2 separate regions of the Mus musculus genome follow, and region 1 is linked to region 2. A link is a contact called in public HiCAR-type data. All regions are on one chromosome and are shown on one strand. The core of a region is the stretch at or near the end of the contact, and the rest is flanking DNA. Distances in the headings are between cores, read along the strand shown.

What was found. HiCAR-type assays count read pairs that join an accessible place to other places.
Region 1: a contact with region 2 is called in a HiCAR-type map of astrocytes, with 4 times the contacts expected there. The contact joins the promoter of Jag1 here to the promoter of Ism1 in region 2. A contact is called at or near these places in 1 of 484 Hi-C or Micro-C datasets (embryonic stem cells) and 2 of 115 datasets of contacts at active chromatin or transcription factors (astrocytes and embryonic stem cells).

Annotation. Positions count from the first base shown.
Region 1 is chr2:137,112,934-137,118,374 of GRCm38.p6, reverse strand. It overlaps Jag1 (jagged 1), which reads left to right and starts at 1,855. Exons shown (of 26, transcript NM_013822.5): 1 at 1,855-2,198; 2 at 2,666-2,971. The coding sequence starts at 2,118.
Region 2 is chr2:139,675,812-139,681,098 of GRCm38.p6, reverse strand. It overlaps Ism1 (isthmin 1, angiogenesis inhibitor), which reads right to left and starts at 2,921. Exons shown (of 6, transcript NM_001276489.1): 1 at 2,292-2,921. The coding sequence starts at 2,429.

The sequences.
Region 1 (5,441 bases), core at 606-3,105, 2.6 Mb after region 2:
TGGGAAAAAAACAAAAACAAAAACAAAAACCTGTGTTGAATTAATGTTGAAAACGGGATGCTTTGCATTCGTGATCATTGGGTGGAGGAGGACTGGGCACACTGGAAAATGCCCAGGTGGCTGCTGTGTAGGCCAGGTGCTTCTGTGACCAGTTGCAAACTCATTCTGATTTGGGATATGCCCTTCCCAATTATGGATTAAGTTACTCGGGAATGGTTAGAATGAGATGCATTGCCATTAAGAAATCACCTATCTCAGGTGGTTAAAATGCCCAAGTTACGGAACCATCTTTGTTAGCCTGGAACTCAGCTTTCTCAACCCCATCAAGTGGTATGGGGCACTATCTATGCTGGGCCACTCTTTAAACGTAGATAACCACAAATAACCTGTGTTGTTATGTTGTCGTGTTCAGCATGTTGGAAACTGTTTTTCCCTTTACCCATCATGCCCTGATGTCTAGAAGGGTTGAGGCGCTAAAGCAATCTCGGAAAAATCAGAGCTTTTCTTCAGGACAGGCTCAACGCAAGTTAAGAAACCCTTTTCGTCCTTTAATGGAAATCTGTTTTCCTAAAGAGCTCCGTTTAAACCCGCCTGGAGTGGAGCTGGCAGAGACTTCAGCCAGCCTTTGGGTTCCCTTTGACCTTGATTATGACCAGGAGTGTCGCTGCTAATTGCGAGGCCTGCCTCAAGGTGGAAAATGGCATCGGTTTCCACCACCACCCAGGAGAAGCCAAGTTCTGTGGACCACGACAGCGGTTAGGTTCTTTTCAGGCCGCGTCTCGCCACCCAGAGAGCAGCGCGGAGGCCGCCTACAGGTGCAGTCCCGCCACTGCGCCCGGGCTGGAGGCTGGCGGAGCCCTCGGCGTCTCAGAAAGCCCTTCCCGAAGTCCGGGCTGAGCCCCCGGGTGCCCGCCGGCCACTCCCCCTGCTTCCCCCACGCCTCTGCCCCGGCGCGGTCTGGAAAGGACGCTGGGAGCCCCTCCGAGGCTCCACGGACATGGATTTGGGAAGGGATGGCGCGCGGCCGAGGCTTTCCCTCGAGTTTGCGGCAAGTCTGACTCCGGGAAAGTTTTTCAAAGTTCCCAGCAGAGTCTGCCCAGGTCGCCTCTGCGGGGCGAGGAGACGGCGGCGAGCGCGCCAGTCTCGCCGCCGCCAGCACAGGGCTCTGGGCTCGCTTGCTGGGAGCGGCCCGGGTTCCCGGCGGGCAGGCCCTCCTCCCCGGGGCAAAAGCCGCAGCTGACGCAGGCGGCTCCGAAGGCGGAAGCCGCCCGCCCCAACTGCTCCGGCCGTACCGCGGCGCCTACACCTGGGGCTTGCAAGGGAGCCCAGGCCGTGCACCGAGGGGGCGGTCCAGCGGAGGCGCTCTGGGCTTCTCAGAGCCATGGGCTCCTCCACGGTCCTTCCAGGTTCCTTTCTCCTGGCCCGGGCTCCCCGGGACACTGATCTGCGTGTGGGGGCCCCTCGGGCGGCCATGCCACCCGGTCCGTCCCGCAACTTCCAACCCCTTCTCAATTTCTCCCCTCCCCAACAACCCGGAGGAAAGGGGCGTGCCCAATAGATGGCACGCCCCTTATGAATATTAACAATCGCGCATGCGCCTTGTTCCGCGTGTTGAGAAGAGGTGGCCAGCCGGAGTCCCGGCTCCCAGACCGGCGCTCCGGGTCCCTTCGAGAGCCAGGCGGGCACGCGTCATTGTGTTACCTGCAGCCGGCCGGCGAGCTAGGCTCAGGTTTTTTTTTTTTTTTTCCTCCCCTCCCTCCCCGCGTTTCATGCAGCTGATCTGAAAGGGAATAAAAGGCTGCGCATAATCATAATAATAAAAGAAGGGGAGCGCGAGAGAAGGAAAGAAAGCCGAGAGGTGGAAGAGGGGGGAGCGCCTCAAAGAAGCGATCAGAATAATAAAAGGAGGCCGGGCTCTTTGCCTTCTGGAACGCGCGGCTCTTGAAAGGGCTTTTGAAAAGTAGTGTTGTTTTCCAGTCGTGCATGCTCCAATCCACGGAGTATATTAGAGCCGGGACGCGGCGGCCGCGGGGGCAGCGACGACGGCAGCCTCGGCGGGAGCACCAGCGCTAGCAGCGGCGGCGGCGTCCGGAGTGCCCGTGGCGCGCGGCGCAGCGATGCGGTCCCCACGGACGCGCGGCCGGCCCGGGCGCCCCCTGAGTCTTCTGCTCGCCCTGCTCTGTGCCCTGCGAGCCAAGGTAGGAGTCTCTCTCCCGCTCTTGCTCCCCGCGGTCCTCTCCCTTCCCTCGTGGCGTTCTGGACGGGAGCGGCTGTGGCTCCCAGTGCAAGTTCCGGAGCCCTTGAGTACAAGGCTCCCTGACCCTGACTTTTCACCCGAGAGGCAGCACCCGGTGAGGGAACGCTGGTTCCCCAGAGGGGAGCCCCTGGCCTCGAAAGATAAACTCCTCCAGGCTGGGCAAAATGCGATCATTACGTTCTCACGGTCCTTCGGGGCACTTGTCTTAGTTTTCCCGCACTTGTGTTTTTTATGCCCCCAAACCAGGTTGAGCCCTAAACCTAGTTTTTGCAAAATTATTTTCACTTGCCACCGAGGATCTTTGGCAGCCTGGGGTGTGTGTATTGGGGGTGGGGGGTGTCAAGGAGTCTCCACCTCCACCTTCAGAGAAAACTTTCTCATGCGTTGACCTTCCTTCCTCGCTGGCAGGTGTGCGGGGCCTCGGGTCAGTTTGAGCTGGAGATCCTGTCCATGCAGAACGTGAATGGAGAGCTACAGAATGGGAACTGTTGTGGTGGAGTCCGGAACCCTGGCGACCGCAAGTGCACCCGCGACGAGTGTGATACGTACTTCAAAGTGTGCCTCAAGGAGTATCAGTCCCGCGTCACTGCCGGGGGACCCTGCAGCTTCGGCTCAGGGTCTACGCCTGTCATCGGGGGTAACACCTTCAATCTCAAGGCCAGCCGTGGCAACGACCGTAATCGCATCGTACTGCCTTTCAGTTTCGCCTGGCCGGTGAGTGAGCGACACACCGACAGAGTCGAACGCGGGGCCGAGCCCTATATTGCCTTGAGAAGGATTTAATGCCACTTGAAACTTGGCACTAAGTTGAGAGGCTTTGGGGGTGGCAAGTTTGAGAGTCCAGACTACAGCTGGACCTGGACAAGATGAGACGGGCGGGTCTTCCATTCTGGGTGGTGTCTGCTTAGCGCAGCGAAATGGGGTCTCTGAAGAGCATTGCTGGGGGAAAGTACGCAAGGATGCTAATTTTATGCTTGCTACTTCCAGTTCCCACCCTCGACCAGGCGGTCATTATAGATGATTTCTTTGCTTAACTAATTAAAACTCGTAGTGCCCTGGAAGGCGACTGCGCATAGTCTGCCCTGCATACGCTGTCCAAGTTGGCACCCTCCCCTTTCCCGTGAGCCGCCCCGAGGGCGGGTGTGTCCTTCCTGCAGGGTGTGGGGGAGCAGGCTTCCCGCGGCTCTAGTGGGGAGATTTTAGTGTGTTGGAGGGGTGCTCTCCCAGCCTGAAGTGGCGGCTGCAGGAGGGGGGTTGTCTCCGGCTGGCGTCCAAGCTTTAGTCTGGGAACCTCCGCCCCCTGCCGGCCCCTTCCTCCCGCCCCCGCTCGGTGCAGCCCAGGCTGCCTTACTCCCAGCGGTTCCCCAGTTCTGGAACAGCTGTGTTTGCAAACTTCCCCGGGAAGGGCGGGCGCACTCTCTCGTCCGGAGGGCACCCGGCCTCCGCAAGCCCTTCCCGCGCCCTAGTAAGGCTTAGAAGAGGCAGCCCGCTATAAGTCGTGTTTGCGGGTGCAACTGCGTGCGCCCTCATCTCCCCCTTTTCCCTCGGAGCTGCTTGAGGCCGGCGTACCGCTGGCAGACTGCGGCAGAACCCTTGCAACATCCCAAAATGGGTGGAAGGAAGATGGGTGCGATTGCAGAAGGGGAGGAAAGGGAAATGGTGGGGGGTGTGCCCGTTGTCCAGGAGGCGTGACTCGCTGCCAGGACTGGTGCTCCGCCAAGCTTGAGCTCCGAGGGTGGGTGGTAAGAGGGGGAGATCTGTGCCCCAGAGGATTGCTTTCCGCCACGTGCTCGGATGGGGTGCGCTCTGCTGCCTCCTACCCGCGGCTTTGGGCTGTGATTTGAAACTCTGAAGAGGGGCGGGAGAGAAGCCTGTCTGGCTGTCTGTGTGTGAAGCTGAGCTGGCTCTTAATGTCTGCGTTTACAGGAGTTGGCCTTTGCTGTGGGTGCGATAAGACAGTTATCGAAAACATGCTATTAAAAAGGGTCTTATTTTGGCAGGGGACTGCCGCTGTAGGTGAAATCTCTTCAGATCTGAAGGCTGTGTCCGCTGTGGGATTTCACTTTTACAAAGAATGTTTGTCTTGTTTGTTAATCCCCTATTAGGGAGAACTTTAAGCTAAAGAGGTTGGCCACCTCTAAATCTGGCTGGGTCCATTCGAGCTTAGGGTGAGTACTGGCTGCCCTTGAGCTGTGTTTGGAGTTTCGGGAGGAAGGGGCCTGCAGGTGGTTCCACCCTCCCTAGGATCAGTCCGAGCCCCTCGCTTTTCACAAGACCATAAAAGGAATCTTATTAGTGATGTGGAAAGAACGGCAGGCCTGGCTGAGGTTTATTTTGGAGAGAGGGGTCAGGGGGAGGATGGCTTGGATGAAAGCAGACAGACTTGCTCCACAGGCTGGCTGGGGGAAAGTGACCCAGAAGTGTGGCTGTCTGCTTTTGACACCTGGAAGAGAGAGTTTCTCACCGACAAGGAGCAGAAATGGTGTGAGTGGATGGATGGAGGGTTGCCACCACTGCTGGGCTCCTACTGTTCAGTGCCTTCAGGCCCCACGGGTCACCGACCATGAAATAGACTCGGGTTTTCTAGAAAGAGGGAGCCCCACTGGGTCAGCACCGAGAATGTGGTTCTTTTTTGAAGCTGGGCCAAGTACATGGATCACTCCTAAACAAGTCTCCACACTGCTGCCCCCAAACAGGCCTCCTGCGAAACACAGGCTTTACTTCCGAAGAGAAACTCAAGTGGGGGGGGGGGGTGGGGTGGGTGTGTGTGTGTGTGTGTGTGTGTGTGTGTGTGTGTGTGTGTGTGTGTGTGTGTGTGTGTGTGTGTGTGTGTGTGTGTGTATAAACTCAAGTGGGGTGTGTATGTGTGTGTGTTGTTTTAGTTTATTTTCCTCAGTGTGGTTAGAGAACCGCTGCTGTCTGGAACTTCCAAGAATGGCTCCAGGGTGAGTCTTAGCTTCAATGAAAGCCTTAAGCTTCACAAGTGTTAGTAATGGGTCGCACAGCTTCATTCGCTTTGATAATTAACACGAGAGGCTTGTTTTTAAAACGGGCTGGGGGTGTAGCTCATCAAAATAGGTATTTGCCTACCATTCTTAAAGGTCCTGGGTTTGAATTCAAGCCCCACAAACTTAATTTTTATTTCTCCTCCTTCTTAGTTAGTTTACAGTGGAATTGGTGTGGA
Region 2 (5,287 bases), core at 1,672-4,171:
TTTTGAGTACTTTTGTTGGATGTCCAATCTTAAATAAAGGTGTATCTCTTTTTAAATAATTCTAAATACAGTGTAGCTGAGCCAAACTCACCAGTGCCTGCTTTATAATGGAAGGGATGCTCTGAATTTCTGACATCTAAGAAGGATTTTGGTAGTATAGACATTACAGAATCAAACAATTTAGATGGGAATTTAAGCTTGAGCTCAAAGTGTCCAGAAAACAGAAAGAATTTTGACATCACAGTTTTGTCTTCAAGTACACCTGCTGCTAGCAAATGCATTCTTTCCTATCCGGTAGACAGCAGATAAATGTCTTTTGCAGGTTTAACTGGCTATGTCCATTTGAATTATACTGCCTTGAGCCCAAGAAATAACTTTGGTCAGGAAGAATATAAAACTTTTATAAGAAGAAATTACAAAAAAAAAAAAGAATAAAATTACAAGCTAAACTGTTAAAGTCATCAGTAGGCTTAGTTAAGTGAAGGCTTTGGATGCTCACCATAATTGAACACTGTAACAAGATAAACTGAAGCTACTGGATTAGCAGCTACTTAGGGCTCCAGATATTCCTGGGAGCAGAACTGTTTCCAAATCCCCCATTTCTTCTGTTTTTCTTTCTTTCTTTCTTTTTTTTTTTTTTTGATCGGGGGTGGAGGTGGGGGGGGGGGCTGTTCTTCAGCAAAAGCCCTCTGAGAATCCCATCCAGTTCTACCAGCTGCTTCTCTCATTAAAGTACTGTTGGGGTGGAAAAGGCCAACCGGAGATTATTCTAATGATAGCAAGCACCTCATAAAGAAATCTGCCAAATTTACTTTTCCATAGAACATCATTTTTTTTTACAGGTTTTCATGAGTCCACGAGGAAAGAAAGCATCACATATAAAATACAATTTCCAGAAGCCTTCATGATAGTGAGGATTATTTCTTCAGTGTTTGGCATGGGGGAAATATCTGTTGCTGTTCAGGGTTACCCGAAGGGTAATGTGAGAGGCTCCTCCAAACCCAGATTGTTTTTAGAAGGGTTTGAGAACTTTTAAGCTTAAGGTTTGCATTTTTGCAGGCCTGGTTTGCATTTGTAAGGGTCACCTTGCTTTAGTCTGGCAGACAGCAAGCTTGATATAATTAACCAACAGGTGGGAATGTGTGAATTCTAACAAGTTTCTTAATCACTCGGTGCCTCAGTTTCGCAATCTGTAAGGCAGAGAGATTAACAATCTTGTAATGAGGGTTAGGATGAGATTAAATGAGTTAGCCCCTGCAACACTCTTAAAACAGTATCGTGGTAAACACCTGATGTAGACGTGTTTAAATAAACGCTCTTTTCAGCAACAGGTTATTAGTCTTTTAATGGCACAAAGATGTAAAAATCTCAACATTGCACAGTGACTAGTTTTAGTAGGGCCTGGCTTGGTTTCTTTAGAGAGTGTAGAATCCTGGCTGTTCCCTGAAGAAAATCCCAGCTCACTTCTACTAGTTCTGGTTTAATGCATGCTCTACCTCTAAAACCATGAGGCAGGCTTTCCAAAGTCATAATAGAAAAGCCCATGTGGGCAACCTTTACTCAGCAATATTCATTTGGCATCTCAAGACCTAATATATGCCCCCTGGCCTCATCTCTCCCCCTGGAGCCGAAACAGAATCCTGTTACTAAAAGAACCTTCAAAGCAGATGTTCACCGGGAAGAAGTTTAAAAGTCCCAAGTAACTCCAGACCAAATTCCTACAGGTGCCTTGACTATGGCCCTTTGCCTGGTACATAGGGGCATAAGAGGTGAAGGAATCACTCAGGCAAAGGTGGGGTGTCTGGCTAGTCTCCAGAAATAATGTCTTGACCTCTGACACTGCTTGCACACCCAACAGAATACTTTCTCCTAAATATAGCTTGGAGATTTATCTTATAAGGCCTCTTTATGTCGCCTCACCTCAGTCTCTCTTGCCTCAAGACAAACTTCTAAGTCTCTGGCAGTACTCAGCATCAAAAGCATCCTCCAGCCAGCTTATGCCTCCCAAGCCTAAGACTTCTTCCTGGTGCCAAACCTGTGACAGATCTGAGGCTTTCTCTAGGTAAACTTTGAAGCAGGCCTGGCCTCTACACATAACCCTTCCACCCACCCACCTTCCGCCCGATCCCCTAGTCCAAACTTTTCTGCTTAAACCCGGTTGCCTAGGCAAAAGTGCTCCTTGGTGGAACGGAGGACCCGCCTTCTGCAATGTACCAAGCTCTCTTGCTTAGTACCTTGCGGGCCACCCAGCTTCGTTCAACCACGCACGCCCCCTCCGGCGGCGCACTCACCTGCAACTGGGACCCGCTGACGTTGCCGGCGGCCGCGTCCTGCCGGTCGGAGGCTCCGGATCCGCGCAGAACCGTGATGTGCAGCGTGAGCAGCAGTAGCCCCAGCAGCAGGAGCAGTTCCGCAGCCAGGCGCACCATCCTCTTGAGTCGCGCGGCTTTAGGACCCCGCGCGACTGGCGGCGGCGGCGGCGGCGCCGCCGCCGGGGGAGGAGGAGTCGGAGCCCCCGAGCTCGACTGAGCGGCTCCCGCCTCGGCCCCCACCGGGGCCCCGCTCCCCGGGCCGGCAGGGCTGGCTCTGGGCTCGGCCGAGCGCACGGGGCCCGGGGAACAGGAGCAGCCGCCAACGCCGCCGCCACACCACAGCGGAGCCACCGCGGGGCCGGGGACGTCCAAGCCGGTGGCGGAGCAATCCCAGGAGCTGTCCGGCGGCGGCGATGGGGACCCGGGGCTGTCCGCGACCCAGGCCCGGCCAGGGTCCACCCTTCGGGCAGGGAACTGCGGGGGCGGCGGCGGGGCGGGCGCAGCCGAGCCCCCGAGCGCACATGGGCTCCCCAGATGTGGCCGCGGTGCCGCAGCTGGAGCGGGAGCGGCCGCCAGAGGAGCGCGGGGTTAGAGGCGGAGGAGGAGAAGGAGGAGGAGGGCTTCAGAGGCCGCCCGGAGTTACCTCCACTCTCGGCTCCCCCGCCCCCGCTGCCGGGAGCCACTCACCCTCGGGGCCACCACCTTCCTCACTCCAAGTTCCTTGGGACCTCTAGCTTCGTCGCCCCGCTCGCTCAGTCCCCGGATGGGCTGGCTCCGGGTCACCGAGGTTGTCACCGTTTGAGGATAACTGGGGGCGCCCCGCCGGCGCCTGCGTCCGCCTTCTCGGCTGTGCTAAGTGCTTGCTGCCGAGGTCGCTGTGGCAAAGGAACTAGCCCTCTGCTCGCTCTAGTGCTTGGGGCTGCGGGCGAGTGGGGGTCGCCCAGGCCACCTGAGAAAAGTTTATGGGCAAAGTAGAGCTGGAGTTATAGGAGTGGAGAACGGAGGGGCCAGACAAACCAGGTGTCTGCGACCCCACCACGCACCCTGACCTTGAGCAGCGAGTTTGGGGGGTAGGGGGTGGGGTGACACGGTGTCTGTCGGTCCGGAAGGGTCTTGACACTAGCTGCGGGGCTCTGGGCTGGCTGATCACTGGGTGCAGCAGACCGTGCGCCTACAGCGCCCTGGAGCGTCGGAAAGGCGGGTGAGTTGGATTCAATCCGCGCGCGTCTACTTAAGTGCGCAGGTGTCGCGTGGGAGGCTGCGAAGAACACGGTGTGCGCTGCGAAGGCGCTCGGACGTCAGTGGGATGCTGGGTGACTCTCAGCTTGGTAGACTCGAGTCTGGGGGCTCATCCTGGGGGTGCTGCGCCTGGAGGGGACTTGGGGGCTGCCGAAACGCAGCCGCTGCAACAGCGCCACCGCCTCATGACCGCGCTCCAGCCTCGGGCTCCCGGGAGCGACTCATGCCTTGCAAGTGGTGCGGCTGGCGAGCAGAACGGCTGGGTGATATATCTGGAGAGCGCGGGATCCTTGCCAACGAGGCTAGAGAGAACTGGGTCCAGCGTGGCTCTGGCTCCTGCCTTCCCCAAGTGGCTCGAGTGACGGGCACTCTGTTAGGCTGGAGACTTTTATACTGTGTTCCCTCCGCCTCCTTCCTCCCCTGAGCCAGCTCAGCCCTTCCCTCTCGGTGAGCCCAGCCCTAGTCAAGCGTGAGCACACGTTCCCACAACCCTTGTCACACATTGCCATTTCTCATCCGCAACCCAGGACCGTTGCACAAATCTCCTTAGGTGAATGAAATCAAACAAACAAATAAAACTTTCTTACCGGCACGCCACTTTTCTCTCTTTTCCTACCTCTTTCTACAATCACTAGAAACGGACAGAAGATTCCTAATTAAACTGTCTTTAGAGTTAAAATCTTTCTTTGGAAACTCTAAGATGAATTTCTTCGCCACTCCAAACGTTCCTCAGGTCGTCTTAGCATTTTCCAGAATTTAACTAGTTGTGGTTCAGCATGCTGTTTGCATCTGTTTGTATCCAGTTAACTTATTGCCTCTTTGAAAATGCTGGAAAACATCTTTAAAATTCTAGCCAAACCCAGCAGCTCATTAATAAATTGGCAGCTATTTATAAAGTGCGGGATGGGCATCTTTTCCTTTTCACTAAGGGTGGGTTTCCCCTCTCTGGCAGAGAGCTCTCTTTCAACTGTTAGGCTGCCTGGCTTCCCATTGCTATCTCTAGGCTCTAAAATACCAATAATTGTCAACTGGAGCGCTGAGGGGAGAAATTGAAACAATAAACCTTGGTGGTTCAGATGGGAGATCAAAGGGGATTCTAGCAGCTTTGGAATCCCAGAAGGATTCCCCTGCGTGTTTTCTAATTAGAATCACTTAAGAGTATCAGGCAGCCGAATCAGCACACAGGTGGAATAGATAAATTAAGACGGCAAACTAGAATCCTGTGGCCATAGATATGTGGACTTTCCAGGTGGTAATGTGGACACACAGCGACAAATGACTCCTGTTGCCAAAAGCAGGCTGTTCTAGATTAGAGCTGAGAGGATGCTGTATTTTGTCTCCCCCCCCCCCAGTCTCCCCATGTGAGCCTCGACTGCATTTCTCTCATCCAAAAGTTATATTTTTTTCTCCTAAGGAAAAATGACTAAAGAAAAAAAATGTGGAAAGAAACTGTTGCAAGGAATGTACATTCTTATAAAATTATAGATGGAGATTTTGAGATCAAAGTCTTTGTAAAATGTTGTAAAATTGTAAATTGAGTTTGGGGGTCAGATGTTTTTATTAAATGTTGAACAAATGTATGAATGAATGCTACTGAAGTCTCTTCAATCTGGGCAACCCAAATTCCAGATGCATTCATACTCTGGTAAGGACATACCGGTTGCATTCTCAAAGCAACGATACCAGCAACATCCTGCAGCTGAGGGCTTAGGGAACATTGGCTCACACATTATACG